Linked DNA regions of Mus musculus: regions 2, 3, 4 and 5 are each linked to region 1. A link is a contact called in public Hi-C, HiCAR-type and promoter capture Hi-C data. All regions are on one chromosome and are shown on one strand. The core of a region is the stretch at or near the end of the contact, and the rest is flanking DNA. Distances in the headings are between cores, read along the strand shown. Region 1 holds the start of Prkci (protein kinase C, iota). Region 2 holds the start of Kcnmb3 (potassium large conductance calcium-activated channel, subfamily M, beta member 3). Region 3 holds the start of Usp13 (ubiquitin specific peptidase 13 (isopeptidase T-3)). Region 4 overlaps Pik3ca (phosphatidylinositol-4,5-bisphosphate 3-kinase catalytic subunit alpha). Region 5 holds the start of Zfp639 (zinc finger protein 639).

Region 1 (2,700 bases), core at 153-2,652:
CTCCAGTTCCAGTGTATCTGGCACCCCTTTCTGACCTCTGCAGGAACCAGGCGGTGTGTGGTGCTCATACATAAAATAATAATTAAAAAAAATGACCATCAGCAATCAATCCATATTTAACGTGATGATGCAGCCTCTAATTGTTAAAAAAAAAAAAGTTATTTAGTGGAAATTTTCATATACTCCAAATTTGTGGACGTTGGATGAAGCTAGTACCAAGCTAAGTGTCACACATAGTAGCTCTGATAAAGCAAGCAACCAAATCTAATGTATGATTATAAAGAAAGCTGCTGGGTAGTGGTGACACATGCCCTTAATAGGACCCAGGAGGCACTAGCAGGCGAATCTCTGAGTTTGAGTCTAGCCTGACAGAATGAGTTCAAGGACAGCTACAGAGAGAAAACCTCTTACCAACCAAAAACAAACAAACAATAACAAAAAGAAAGCCATATCTTTGCTTATTTCAACAATTTGCACATGTTGCTATCTGAGCTGACCTGGTGGCTAGATTCAAGCTACCTTAAGGGTAGAGTAAGTGATACAGGCAAGATCTGAGGAAGTCCGAAAGTAAGTTACACGGACAGATTTTTTTTTCTAATTCTCGACCAGACTAGTGTAAGTAAAATAAATGCTAATGAACTGACACACTAGTTAAGTATTCACTGGGCACTTTCTTCTATAGAATGGCAATATTCACGGGTTGAGGGCCTTGAAGAAGTCTCTCTCCTGTGGTATCTCCCAATTGAGTTTCTTCTTTCGTTGCATTCACTAATGCTTTTGCTACCTACATTATTAAATTCTCCCCGAAAAGGATTTGCTGAGCAGGTAATCAAATCTTGTTCCCCCAAAAGGGAACTGTTTAATTTCAATGATCAATGAAATTGACATGGAGAATTTAATTGGAAGGAGATTCTACATCTTGACGAAGCCATCTTTCCAGTGCCCTCAGATACTCAAGCGGTTTTCAGGACTTCCATGCCTACAACTCCCGGGAAGCACAAGATCGAAAACGCGGCACTCTACACTTAAGGAACAAGTCCCAGAATCCCACCGGGACTCCAAATCCCAGAATCCCGCGCAGCAAATACATTCCGGAAGCGTGGCGGGCTAGCTGGGACGAGACTAAATAGAAGAAATAGGGGAAGCAACCTTGAGCGTGGGTGCTCTGTAGGTTGTTTTGTAGAAATCCTTCCATTTAAAGGCGTGGTTTACAATTACTTATATTAATATCCAAGTATATTCCCATTTCAGAGCGTCTGTTAGTAGGCTGGTGGGTTCTGTTCCCTCTGCTAGCCTCTTCTCCCCCCCGTGAGGATGAGAGCGCCGGGGCTCCGCGACTCCTGAGCCCGCCCTGCCGCGGAATGCGGCCTTGGGAGCGAGCGTGGTGGGAGGAGCCGCGGCGGGAGGCGTGTTGTGCCGGGCGGAGGGAGGAGCGCTGGGGCTCGGGCTTGGCGGCGAAGCGACCCCTTGCTCGCTCCGCGCCGCGGGCTAGGCGTGTTGGTCGGCGAGGCGGGCGGCCACGGCTTCCCGACAGGCTCGGGAGGCCGAGACCCTCGCGGCGCCCGGCGCTGCCCCGGCCCCCTCGGCCTCCTGCGGCGAGGCGGGGGAGTGAGGAGATGCCGACCCAGAGGGACAGCAGCACCATGTCCCACACGGTCGCGTGCGGCGGCGGCGGGGACCATTCCCACCAGGTCCGGGTGAAAGCCTACTACCGCGGGTGAGTGTTGGCGGTCAGGGACCCGAGCGATCGTGGGGGCGGCGAGAGGTGCGGTTGGTGGCACCCTGGACGTATGAGTGTAGGTCGCCAGGAGTCGGCGGAGGAGAGTGGGCGCAACCGGAGGGGAGGACAAATCAGCTGACGGAGAAATTTGCAACTGTTTCGGGACTGGGTGGATTGAAGATTTCGAGGGAAGCCTCTGTTCACTCACTACTGTGGGCACGCAAGCCTGGACTGCTTCGTTAGGTGGCTCCTTTCATTGCAGACAGGCCTGAAGCCTCCGTCTTATAAATCAGGTTTACATCTATCCTTCGCCGTGGGAGAGTTCATGAAATAAGTCTGGACTATGGTCAGAGAGCCGCTATAGGTGTTAGAGTTAGTACCAAAGTCGATACTTTTTAATAGGATGTGCACTGGATCCTGGGTGGTCAGAATTAAGGTGCAAATGTGCTGACCCACATTTTGGAAGTTAGGGTGAGCTATCGAAAGGTGAGAAGCCAAGGCTTTAAATTCTAGAAACGATCTTTACCCCACTTGATTACCAAACGTTTAAACTAATGTCTCTGCCAAAAGTAATCCAGTTCTGAGCATAGCCCAAATCATTTTCTATCGTGACTTATCATAAAGTTCTTCCTCTCCTTTGACTTCAGTGTGTGGTTTGAGATAATTTAGGATCTCTGCTGAGGTGAAAGGCCAGCGTGAGCATAAAGACTGGAGAGCAGGGATTAACAGAAGACCTCTCTGCTTGTCTAGGCAGAAATAAATTGCTTTTAAAAGCTTCAAGTGCTACAAGGTTAAAAGAGCTGTGCGTGCTTTCACATTCCTGAGGGGATCAGTGAAGATAGCAGACCTTCCCGGTTCTTTCTTGTTTTCCTTTCAAGAGAACTGAAGCTGCACATGTCTTAATGTGTACATGTAAGGCCTTAGATTTGTGTGTTATCTTCCAGCCTCTGACATTGACTGATTTGGGACTAATTCGTAGA
Region 2 (2,700 bases), core at 25-2,524, 1.5 Mb after region 1:
TGCTCATAAAGGCATTAGCTCATAGCTGGGCGAGCCTCTCTACTTTGTGGTCTGACCCTTCTACCAGCCTGGAACCCACGCCCAACCCATCCAATGCCTCTCCTTCATGCCCTAAACCAAATACCCAGTAGAGTAGTTAAAGCTGGAGGTTAATGAGTACCCAGCTCCCAGTTCTGCTTATATTGCTAAGAGCCACCCAAGTTTTCTATAGTGGGAGAGCTTGGCTTCAAGGTGTCCTCTTCCCAAGAATGTACCAGAACATTTCTAATATCATATTTCAAAAGCCTGGTATGGCTCTCCTCTGCCCATTTCTGACTGTCCTGCTGCCCCAACTCTCACACAGGAGTTCAAGGCCCCACTCCTCTGAACTTCAAAATTCTTCTGCTTTGCATACCCTTGGGGAGAAGGGTCCTAAAATAATCTTTTTCACTTCCCACTTACTCAGTATAGTTGGGTGGTTAATACCAGTAATCTCTACACTTGAGAGGTGGAGGCAGAAAGAGCAGTTCAAAGTCAGCATCAGGTACAGAGCATGTTTGCAGTCAGCCCAGGCTATGTGAGATGCTGTCTTAATAATAATAATAATAATAATAATAATAATAATAATAATAAAGCTAGAATGTACATAATATATGCAGGCCTGTCTAGTTTAGAGAGTTCCAGGAAGGCACCACCGTGCTAGAGCACACAAAGACAAGTATCTCTATTTCAAGATAAGATGAGGGGCAAAGACCCAGAGTCATGCAGCTGCCTCGGTGGGGAGCTGGAACCTGAATCTTGGTCTGGACCATTAAGGCTTCACCAACAAGACCAAAGGCTGGTGTCATTTCTTTGTTCTTTCGTACAAGAGATATATTGCTGAGCACTGCTTTCAGTGCTGGGATCCATAGCCCACACCACCTGTGTCACCTGTGTACCCAGGTAGAGAGTGGTCCACACCTGGAATCCCAGCACTGGAGATCAGGAGGCAGGAGGATCATTCTTAACAATATAGAGAACTTGAGGCCAGCCTGGGCTACATGACAGCCTGTCTCAAAACAGCAACCAAAGGTGGGGGTGGGGTAGAGGTGGGTGGTAGGGGTACCTGGGAGGCATTGCAAGCTGGCCTCCTCAAAGCACCTACCAAACTCAGCTTTCAGCATGCCGCATTGTAGCCACACTGGCCTTGATTAGCAGGAGGCACACTGATGGGAGATTCAGGTGGGGAACTTACCTCCCTTGGCGCCTCCGGCCACCCTGTAGCGTGATTTGGACAGGGATGCTGAAGGGCTGCATGAGGCCAGGAGATGTCTGGATCGGATGCTCCCCGCCTGAGTTGTGCCCTTTTAGAGCGCAGGAGGCTTAAGCATCATCGGAAGTGGAGTCCCAGAGGGAGTTGCCAATTCCCTGCCTAGCCACAGACACCAGGACCCCTGCTGCATCCAGAGCTGGCGGGGTCCTCTAGAAGTTTCCTAGAGAGGTGGGAACTCAGGCAGCCTGGCTGCAAAGCAACGTTCAGGTATAGTTGCTCATGGAGTACCTAGGTGGTTCTGTAGCCAACAACACTCCCCCAGCATTGCCTGGCGCCTGTTCCACCTGACACCTGTGTTTCCTCTGAATTCACCAGGTGCATTGTCATAGAGACCAATAGGACTGTGGAAAGTTCTGAGGCCCCAGGGACTCTGTAATTGGGGACAGACATACCCAATACACAACGTGTAAGAAGAGGAAATGTTCTGTCCCAGACACATTCCCTTCTTTTTTCAAAATATTATGTTTGGGTACAGGCTTAATATAGTAGCCTTTTCTGAATAAAATTGTTCTGAATAAAAGAATAGCTTTACAAACCTGTGAGGTGACTCAGTGGGTAAAAGGTCATCTGGCCAAGCCTGGTGACCTGAGCTCCATGCCCAGACACCAGTGAAGGTGGAAGGTGAAAGAGCCAAGTCTACCAAACTGTCCTTCGAATTCCACACAAGCGCACAAACAGGTCATGCACACACACACCTGGCAATCATAATATTAATTCGTTTAATTTTTAAAATTAGATTTACAGCTGGCACAATAGTTTCCACTCAGAAGGCAAAGGCAAGAGGGTCAGAGCTCAGGGAGGTAGCACTAGGTGCTAAAAAAAAAAGCAGGTCGGCTAAGCCATGGAGGCGAACAAGTAAGCCACACTCCGCCAAGGCCCCTTCCTGTGTCCAGGTCCCTGTCCTGTTTGAGTTCCTGCCCTGGCTTCCCTCGGTGATGAACTGTGGTGTCCAAGTGTATACAGTACAAATAAGCCCTTTCTCCCCAGGTTGTTTTGGGTCATGTTGATTTATCACAGTATATTTGTTAGATTTCTGAAGCAGATTAAAGACACAGGAGGCAGCAAATGTCCAGACTGACCTCAACAGAAAATGGATACTACTTCTTTCAAAACATCGAAGGGTGAACCCTCTCCTGTGGGGAAGAGGTGCTCGCAAGGACGGGAGGAACCTACGGACTTTCTATAGGGAGTGTGGCAGTTGGAGAATAGGACAGAAGTGAGGGGCTACGTGTGAACCTTTCGGTTTGCCCTTTCCTAGTTTTGCCTGCTGCGTCCAGACAGGCTACAGGAGACCAGCTGACCCAGTGAAAGCAGCTTGAGCAGGGCCAGCTGTATAACCTCCTATGAATTCTATTCTTACAACTGAAGAATTCTAACTGTATGCATTTCTTTTCTGCTGCCGTGATAAA
Region 3 (2,700 bases), core at 22-2,521, 1.8 Mb after region 1:
AAAGTAAACACCCTTTCAGAGATGTGCAGTTTTTGTTCCCACCAACAATGTGTTTGAGGGTGTTTCTCAAGCCTGGACTAATTTGATAGATCTTTTATCAGCTGCCAGATGAGAAACAAATCTCACCGATTTGACTTTTTGTTTAATTCGAGATTGGATATTAAGCTTTCAACATTTTAAATCAACTTTCTTTCTGTAGCCAGTTTGTGAACAGGCAGAGATCCTACTAGATAGGGAGGAAGCCAAGTGTAATGTGTGTAATTCTTTGCTCTGAAGCAATGTGAGGCAGAGACATTTAGTGACATCACCAGCGACTTTCAGGATAGTCTTATCTGGAGAGACTTACAGAATGCTTTGGATCTGCACCTTCTCGCTGTCACGAAGAGCTATGCCCTGGTAGTAGGATACACATAGTTAGGGAACCTCAGTGGAATAGCCGATGTAGGATGGGTGGGTATTTACTTATTTATTTTAAAGACAGCATCTCATGTAGCTAAGCCAAGGCTAATTTTGAGCTCCTGTACCTGTTTCCACCTCCTCATTCCATGGGTTATTTATTTATTTACTTTTTTTTTTTTAAGAAGATGATAGACATGAGAGTATACGTCACGAACACGCTCTATTTGCATATTATTAAGCCCCCCCCCCCATTATTTTATTTTGAAGAATCCACAAGCAAGGGCAGAACATGAATCCTCAAATCAGGCTACCGAATGTTCGAGAAGGGCCTTGAGTCATAGGACGGCATTGTAAAGATGGAGAAAAATAGACATCCTTATCTGGTTGTGTGGGGGAGGGGGTAGAATTCCTACAGTCTACCCTTGCAACATATAGGGAAACATACCTCTTCCTTCTCCAGGCCTCGATGGAGTCTAGTATCTTTTACAGAGCTTTGCATGTTTAAAAAAAGTGAGAAGTAAGAATCTAAGAGAAGGCGACTCCTGAGTCCCACCCACCCCTTTCCGATCTATGGGGAGGTCGCGCTGTGCACCGCTTTTTTGTGCGGGCTTCCCAGGACCTGATCCTGGGCAGTTGGGGATTACATCCCCGAGGGGCCATGGCGGGTCGGGAGGCGTGCGTGGGGACCCGGGGCCTCCCTGGTTCCCACTCCTGCGTCCCCGCCCTCGCGGCATCCCCCTCCCCGGCGCTGCGGCTGGCGCGCGCCCCGCCTGACGCTGCAGCTGGGCCGGCGACTCGCCATTGGATTAAAAATAGCAGCTCCCGCCCGCCGGCCGGCCGGGGCAGAGGCCGAGCCTCCCGAGCCTAAACTGATCCTCAGCCCGCGCGACCGCCGCGTCCAGGTCCTGTTCTCCCGCTGCGCCGCGCTCCTCCCCAGGCCCGCTGCGCTCCGCGGTCATGCAGCGCCGGGGCGCCCTGTTCAGCGTGCCGGGCGGCGGCGGGAAGATGGCTGCAGGGGACCTGGGCGAGCTGCTGGTGCCTCATATGCCCACGATCCGCGTGCCCAGGTCGGGGGACCGCGTCTACAAGAACGAGTGCGCCTTCTCCTACGACTCCCCGGTAAGGAAGATCCACGGCGCAGTTGCGCAGCCAGCCTGGGAAACGGGGTGGCGCACAGGGCAGGGGACCCGATGAGCTGCGGGCCCGGGACTTTTTCCTCCTCCTGCTGCCTCTCCTCCAGCTTTGGCTCCCTGGCACCAAGTGAGCGCCTCCAGGCTGCTGCGGACGAAGACTGGGTTCCCTGGGCCCTTCGCTCCGCTAGCCTGTGGCTAGGATGCCAGGGCCCCAGTCGTCAGTATTCTGCCCAAAGCCCCAGTATCGAGAAAGGCAAGCAAGAGTTAGTCCAGGGTTCTGAGCTGTTCTCGCGGGCGACAGAGGGTGGGGACGTGGTAGGTGAGAGTCCCCTAGCCCGCGGCACGCTCAGTCTCTCTCTCTCTCTCTCTCTCTCTCTCTCTCTCTCTCTCTCTCTCTCTCTCTCTCCTTTCTCTCCCTCTCCTAGAAGCCTTTTTTTTTTTTTTTTTTTTTTTTTTTTGCCCAGGGTTTCCCACTGCGGGACAATGCTGATGGACTCTGAGCTCGCCTCTCTCTCCATTTCCCATCCCATTCCTTTCTGGCTATTGTCAGGTCCGGTGGTCCCATTAGGGCAGCAGAAATAAGGGGTCTGCCGCTGGCTTATTATGGCTCCCTAAAGCCTTACTCAAATCTTTCCCTTCTAAGTGAGTCACTGGGCTGACGTGCGCTATGTGAATTATTAAAAGTTCACTCCTGATTCGTGACCCCGCAGGAGGAGGGGAAGTTAAGAGACATCCTGGCCTTCCACCAGGGAGGCTGGGGGAGGTTTCCAACCCGGTGGGTTGTGAGGTTGTGGAAGCTTGCGAGGCAGAGGCAGGGTGAAATGCCCCCTACAGTAGTCAAAATGGGCTTCAAAGTGACTCAGCTGTCTGGCGGCTATCTGCCTTTTTGAGGACCAGGTTATTTTTATCCTTCCACTTTGGATCTCATATGTCACCCAGCAGATCTTGGGGCATCGTGAGGTGCATGGGTTGGAGGGAGAGACAGGTTTCACAGAGGTTGTACAACATATATAGTTATTAGGGGCTTCGACCCTAAAAGAGAGGCAAAACCTCAGAAGTTTCTTTTCTTTTGTTTCTTTTTCCTTTTCTTGTCTGGGGTTGGTTGGCTTGGGATGGTTAGTGAAGCTTGTTTTGTTTGGTATTTCATTGTGGTTCTGGCGTTATCCTC
Region 4 (2,700 bases), core at 152-2,651, 1.4 Mb after region 1:
TTCTCTTTTCTCGTTGCTTTCTCATCCAAATGGGAAAAAAAAATTAAAGCTATAACCAATAACTTTGCAGAAATTCAAGAGACAATGGTTTAAAATACAAACCTTTCAAAAACACAAAATCCCTGTCCTGAAAGTGGATGAACAACAGACCCAGGAGACAAAGCTCATTTCATTACTTACGCACATCACACGCAGGAGACTTGTTTAAACCCCAGAGGGAGGGGGAAGTGAGCATCAGGGGCAGTGGTCAGTGTCTTTACTTTGAAGTCAACAGCAGTGTGTTTCTAAGGCTTTTGCTGGGGAGAAGCTTTCTGCCTCTCTAATTCTGCTGTTGGAATACAAGTGGGCGATTTTTAGACTTTTAAAATCAATAGGTTTTTTAAAAATTTTTTTATTTTAATTAACAGTTTTAACCCAGTAATTTTCACTTGCAGCACCTGTATATTGTCATTTGTAATACCTTAAGTATTTAACAAGTATACTATGTTCTATATCCTATAGAAATAAGTAGTTATATAAACTTTTATCTGGTAGACTGTGCAAAGTCAGGGTTTGAGTTTTATCACTGTCTGAATGCATGCATGCACGCACGCACGCACTCATACACACAGTCTCTCTCTATATATATATATGTGTGTGTGTGTGTGTGTATGTGTATTTATTTATTTATTAAGAAATTCCAGTAATTTAAGGAAAAAATTTAAAGTACACAGTTGTATGTACTATGTGAGTACAGCTAGAAAAAAGAAAGATATTAGAGAGTATGAAGATTTAGGCAGTGTATCTTCGTCAGTTTGTACTTTTTTTTTTCTCTGCTGTGCTTTGTTTCTGTTGCACACAGGGCTTTATGCCTGTGTGTACTCAATTAGCCCTCGATGTGAATGAAGTTCTGTAATGTGCGTGGGTGGATTTTACACGCAGACAGACACAAGCCACTTTGATGTGCATGTTAGGATATGTGGGGAATACTCTAGAAAGGAGCTGGGGTAACACTTTAGTTTTGTTCTTACAGGGTCTCCACATCTCACGTGATCTTTTTCTGTTCTAATGTGCTAACTTGTCTAAATTACTGTTTCTCAGTAGCAGTATCCAGTTGATTGAACTGATTGCCAGATATGCGTATTGCTTAAAAATCCTCTTATTTCTCATCTCATAATCAGTGCCCCCATAGCTCTATACTGTGTTTCTGGATTGTCTCACCCAGGTTTTGTTTCCTGTCCTGTTTAAGTTCCCATAGCGTTGAGAGTTGTCAGTATGGTAACTGGCAGAATTTCATGCACAAGCTATCAGGATAGGTTTTACAGAAGAAAGTCAGGGAGAGAGGCAAATACTTGAGCACCCTCACCCATCAGGCGTGCCTACCTGAAGCTCAGTGACCACAGGACGTCCAAAAGTACTTGATTAATCTGAGCTGACGAATTTATGTACAAGACCTTATTCTGAGGCACTTAAAGCCAAGGCCTTCGTATGTGTTCATCTCAAGTGGGCATCTGAAGCTTAGTTTTGTAGCCTGGCTGAAGACTCTGTTCCCAGGGCGTTGACAGAAATCAGAGGCCAGCTGTGGAATGAGAGCCTAGGAGCCCAGAGGACATGTAGCTGTGGTTTAAACCAAATGCTAGCAGTGCAACATTTAGTAGCATCTGTTCTTTTAAAAGAAACATTTTGGATAATTGGAATCATCTTCTAATATCCTTATACCCAGCTGTCAACTTTTTCTGCCAATATTTCTGGAATCAAAATCAAGAAAATAGACGTTAGGGGCACATAATTTGAAATAAGCCAAACACTGGAAAATTGTTTTATCTTAAAAGATTTCCAGCAGAGTTCCCCAGTGCCTAGAAAGATGCATTAAAAAGCAGATGCCTGTTCACCTTCCCCAGGATTAAGCGGAAGGACACACCCAGTCCATCCATAACACACTTGCAAGCATGAGGATAGATGGTGTCCCGGGACCCATATAAAAGCCATGCAAGTGAGCGCCTGTACTCCTGCAGCTGGGAAGGTGGAGCCAGGCAGGTCCTTGAGTTTCACCTAGTGAACTCCTCCAGGTCAAGTCAGAGACCTGTCTTAAAATAAGGTGAAGAGAGATTGAGGAAGACGCACAACCCCGACCAACCTCTGGCTTCCACATGTGCCTGCTTAACATACCTACAAGTATACATGCACACAGATGGACACATGCACATCACACTGACATGCTCACAAAAAATAAAATCATAAAAGTGTTTGAGAGACAAGCTGGCCACTGTTAGTAGCCACTGGATTTAAGGGATATTAATGTGAGCATCCTGATCCTAGTTTTGAGTTTCCTAATGTTTCTTTTATGGTTTGGTTTGGGTAGGTTTTTTCCCTCTGGAGAGAGGGTCTTCCTACTCAGTCTTGGCGGCTGGCCTAGAATGTGTTATGTAGACCAGGCTGGCCTCCAGCATGTAGTTCATAGATCTGCCTCTCCCTCCTGAGTGCTGAGATTAGTGTGTGCCTCTACACCCAACCCGTACTCTCTCTTAATCTTTGAAATGTTTATTGTTGTGTGTATGGGTGCACCATGATGCATATGTAGAGTGGTCAGAGGCCGGCTTTGTGGAGTCAGTCCTCCTTCTATCTTTACCTGGGATCCTGGATTGGACGGGTCATCAAGTTTCTGTGACAGGTGCTTTACCTGCTGAGTCCTGTGATTTTTACTAACCTGCTTAGTCAACC
Region 5 (2,700 bases), core at 170-2,669, 1.5 Mb after region 1:
TGTCAGTGACAACCGGCTGAATACCAGGTGATTGACAGCAAGAACAGGGCGCTGGGCTGGTGAGACACACGAACCGTGGCTGGGACTTTGCAAGTGACTTTGGATATAAGTTACCCCACTCGATTTAGCTATTCACGTACAATTAGTTGAACCTTAAGGGCTTTAGTTACAAAACCGAGAAACACTCACAAATTGTACTGAAACCTCTTTAACTCTCACCCAGATTAGGGGGTTGGGGTGGGGCAGCTCAGTGGATGAGAGCTAGGATTATATTTAAAAATGTTTTAAAATATATATATTTTATTTTTATCTGTATGAGTGTTTTGCCTGAATGTATGTCTGTGCACCACTTGTGTTCCTGGCGCCCATGGAAGCCAGAAGGCTTCAGGCGACCTAGAACTGGATTTACACGTGAGCTCAGACGTGAACCTCATTGTGGGTGTTGGGAATAAAACCTGAATCCCCTAGTGGAAGAGCCAGTTTTCTTAACAGCTGAGCCATCTCTCCAGCCCCTGGACTCCATTCTTAACACTGAAGGAGGAGCGAGAAAGAAAACACACAGCCGCACTCTGGACTGTTGCTTGTAACGCTGAGGGCTCACACCTCAGCACTCACCCTGCCAAGCACAGACAACCACCGAAATCTACTGTCAGCCCGAGGGATAATTCAAAAACAATGTTCACAGTTATTTATGCTCATCTAATTTAATCCTTTGCTTATTGACGGTCAAGGTACGAAAAGGATTTAAATGACAGAATGCAATCCTTTGTGATAACCTCGGTTCACTCCATCAGGTCTTCTTTTTAGGATTTATTTATTTTTGTATTTAGGTGGGGGGATGGGGAGGTGTGTATGCCTGCGGAGGCTTCACATCCCTTGCTGTTGAGTTACAGTAAAGGCGTTTGTGAACTATCATGTGCATGCTTTCTCTAGAAGAGAAATAAAACTCTCTTAACTGGGGGGAGCCATTTTTTCAGCTCTCCCTTCTCTAACTCCACCTCCAATCTCCCAAGACTTCAAGAACCCAGGGTGTGGTCTGAGGACCCATCTCGAGTCACATCGCGTTTTTTCTCGGCCCTGGACTTATCTAGCCCGGATGTTGGGATTTGAGGACAACCACCATGCGTGAAACACTAATGATCCTGAAGACCCTGAGGATCGATCACTGCGGCCTTCCAGGAAACCGATGAGTGGGACAGCGCTGACCTCAGGGGGGAAGGTGGCACGGCCCGGATGTGCCCGTAGGGGACGCTAGACAGCACTGCTAGTCTCTCCTTGTCCTGCTGTTAGGCCCCGCCCTTAGCATGAAGCCACGCCCCCTCCATGCTCAGGCCACGCCCTCATCCTTAGGGTTCCCGCCCCCCGTCCCCCATCTTTACTCTCGCGGCCCGCTGTGGCGCATGCGCGGGGTGACGGGGTGAGTGCTGCTGGGCCTGGCGGGCAGGGAAGGGCAGGGCCGGGGAGGGCGCGGGCGGCTGGGCAGGGCGCGGGCGGTGGCCCGGCAGCCCCCTCCGTCCCATCATCCGGGCGTGTCTCGCCGGAGCTGCGCTGCTACGTGAGGTGAGGGCCGGCCTCCGGGGCCTGCGTGCCAAGCGAGGGCCGCGGGGCGAGCGGGGCCTGCCCGGCCCGGTGCGTGTCGGCCGCTCGGGTGGACTCGGCGGCGGGGGGGCCTATGCCGGCCTGCAGGAGGCTGCTCCCGCGGGAGACGCTGGAGTCCAGCGGGGACCCGGCCCTGAGTCCTCACGGACAGAGGCTCCCAGGAGAGGCCAATCAGACCAGCGCTCTTCGAATTCCTGTAATCTGTGACAGGGACTTGTGTAGCCTAGGCTAGCCGGAAAGGCGTGTGCCACCACGCCGGGCTTCAATTAGAACGGGAAAATTCTCTTTCTGTTTGAAAATGTACGTGCTTATTGCGTGTATGCATGCGCACGTGTGCCATGGCGCAAGTGTAGAGGTCAGAGGACAACTTTCCAAGAGGCTGTTCTTCCCACCTTGCGGGTTCCAGGGAAGACACCCAGGTCGTCTGGCTTAGCTGTAAGCGCCTTCTGAGCCCTGGAAATATTTTTTGTTTGTTTGTTTTAATGGAGGTGAAAAAATAAAGTGTTATAAACGTCTTCAAAACGCAACGACCCAGTCTCAAAAAATTCGGTGCTGGGTGCTGGAGAGAACACCCAGTTGGAGTAGGTTCATGATTGCCTCCAGATCAGACACCATCTCGGACTACACATGCGCGCGAAAACAGCCTTTTAAAAATATGTCTTGGTGCGGGGCAGTGGTGGCGCACACCTTTAAACCCAGCACTTGGGAGGCAGAGGCAGACGGATTTCTGAGTTCAAGGCCAGCCTGATCTACAGAGTGAGTTCCAGGACAGCTGGGCTACACAGAGAAACTCTGTCTCGAAAAAAACAAACAAAAAAAGTGTCTAGGCATTGTGTGAAGACATCCGAGGTTTCATGAGAAACCTTTGAAAAGGTTTGTCTATGGGAAGCACTATTAAGTGTTGTGAAGGTTCCAGGTGCCAAGATGCCTCTGTGTGGGTGATGTGTTTGTTTTGTTTTTAGGACACAAGAGACTTTATGTGTAATCTTGCCTCAGCCTCCTGAGTGCTGGGATGTCAGCTGTGAGCCACTGAGCTCTGCTGTTGATGTGGAAGAGGGCAGTTGGGCCTTTTTAAAATGGGATTTTTTTTTCTGTCTTCAA

What was found. Promoter capture Hi-C pulls out the DNA fragments that hold promoters and counts their contacts. A called contact is a pair of places that touch in the nucleus more often than the background predicts. HiCAR-type assays count read pairs that join an accessible place to other places.
Region 2: a contact with region 1 is called in a Hi-C map of B cells, with 11 read pairs. The contact joins the promoter of Kcnmb3 here to the promoter of Prkci in region 1. A contact is called at or near these places in 1 of 39 promoter capture datasets (pre-B cells), 1 of 484 Hi-C or Micro-C datasets (B cells) and 1 of 115 datasets of contacts at active chromatin or transcription factors (astrocytes).
Region 3: a contact with region 1 is called in a promoter capture Hi-C map of hippocampal neurons, with 2.7 times the contacts expected there. The contact joins the promoter of Usp13 here to the promoter of Prkci in region 1. A contact is called at or near these places in 1 of 39 promoter capture datasets (hippocampal neurons) and 1 of 115 datasets of contacts at active chromatin or transcription factors (astrocytes).
Region 4: a contact with region 1 is called in a HiCAR-type map of astrocytes, with 4 times the contacts expected there. The contact joins the enhancer-like site here to the promoter of Prkci in region 1. A contact is called at or near these places in 10 of 39 promoter capture datasets (the 3T3-L1 cell line, 3T3-L1-derived adipocytes, the C10 cell line and 5 more) and 3 of 115 datasets of contacts at active chromatin or transcription factors (astrocytes, epiblast stem cells and pancreatic cancer cells).
Region 5: a promoter capture Hi-C map of pre-B cells shows a contact between it and region 1, with 4 times the contacts expected there. The contact joins the promoter of Zfp639 here to the promoter of Prkci in region 1. A contact is called at or near these places in 8 of 39 promoter capture datasets (the 3T3-L1 cell line, 3T3-L1-derived adipocytes, the C10 cell line and 5 more), 3 of 484 Hi-C or Micro-C datasets (B cells, CD4 T cells and cardiomyocytes), 3 of 115 datasets of contacts at active chromatin or transcription factors (astrocytes, embryonic stem cells and stem cell-derived neural progenitor cells) and 3 of 9 other capture datasets (adipose tissue, embryonic stem cells and liver).

What each region holds. Positions count from the first base shown.
Region 1 is chr3:30,994,369-30,997,068 of GRCm38.p6, forward strand. Prkci (protein kinase C, iota) reads left to right here and starts at 1,403. Exons shown (of 18, transcript NM_008857.3): 1 at 1,403-1,717. The coding sequence starts at 1,617.
Region 2 is chr3:32,490,695-32,493,394 of GRCm38.p6, forward strand. Kcnmb3 (potassium large conductance calcium-activated channel, subfamily M, beta member 3) reads right to left here and starts at 1,275. Exons shown (of 4, transcript NM_001195074.1): 1 at 1,214-1,275. The coding sequence starts at 1,275.
Region 3 is chr3:32,816,355-32,819,054 of GRCm38.p6, forward strand. Usp13 (ubiquitin specific peptidase 13 (isopeptidase T-3)) reads left to right here and starts at 1,272. Exons shown (of 21, transcript NM_001013024.2): 1 at 1,272-1,518. The coding sequence starts at 1,357.
Region 4 is chr3:32,411,265-32,413,964 of GRCm38.p6, forward strand. All of the region lies in intron 1 of Pik3ca (phosphatidylinositol-4,5-bisphosphate 3-kinase catalytic subunit alpha), which reads left to right. Among named protein-coding and RNA genes, the nearest start is that of Pik3ca, 16 kb to the left of the region's middle. Within about 2 kb of position 1,402, at least 9 of the 459 cell types and tissues checked have an H3K27ac peak or open chromatin away from gene starts, as enhancers often do.
Region 5 is chr3:32,509,173-32,511,872 of GRCm38.p6, forward strand. Zfp639 (zinc finger protein 639) reads left to right here and starts at 1,420. Exons shown (of 7, transcript NM_144519.4): 1 at 1,420-1,560.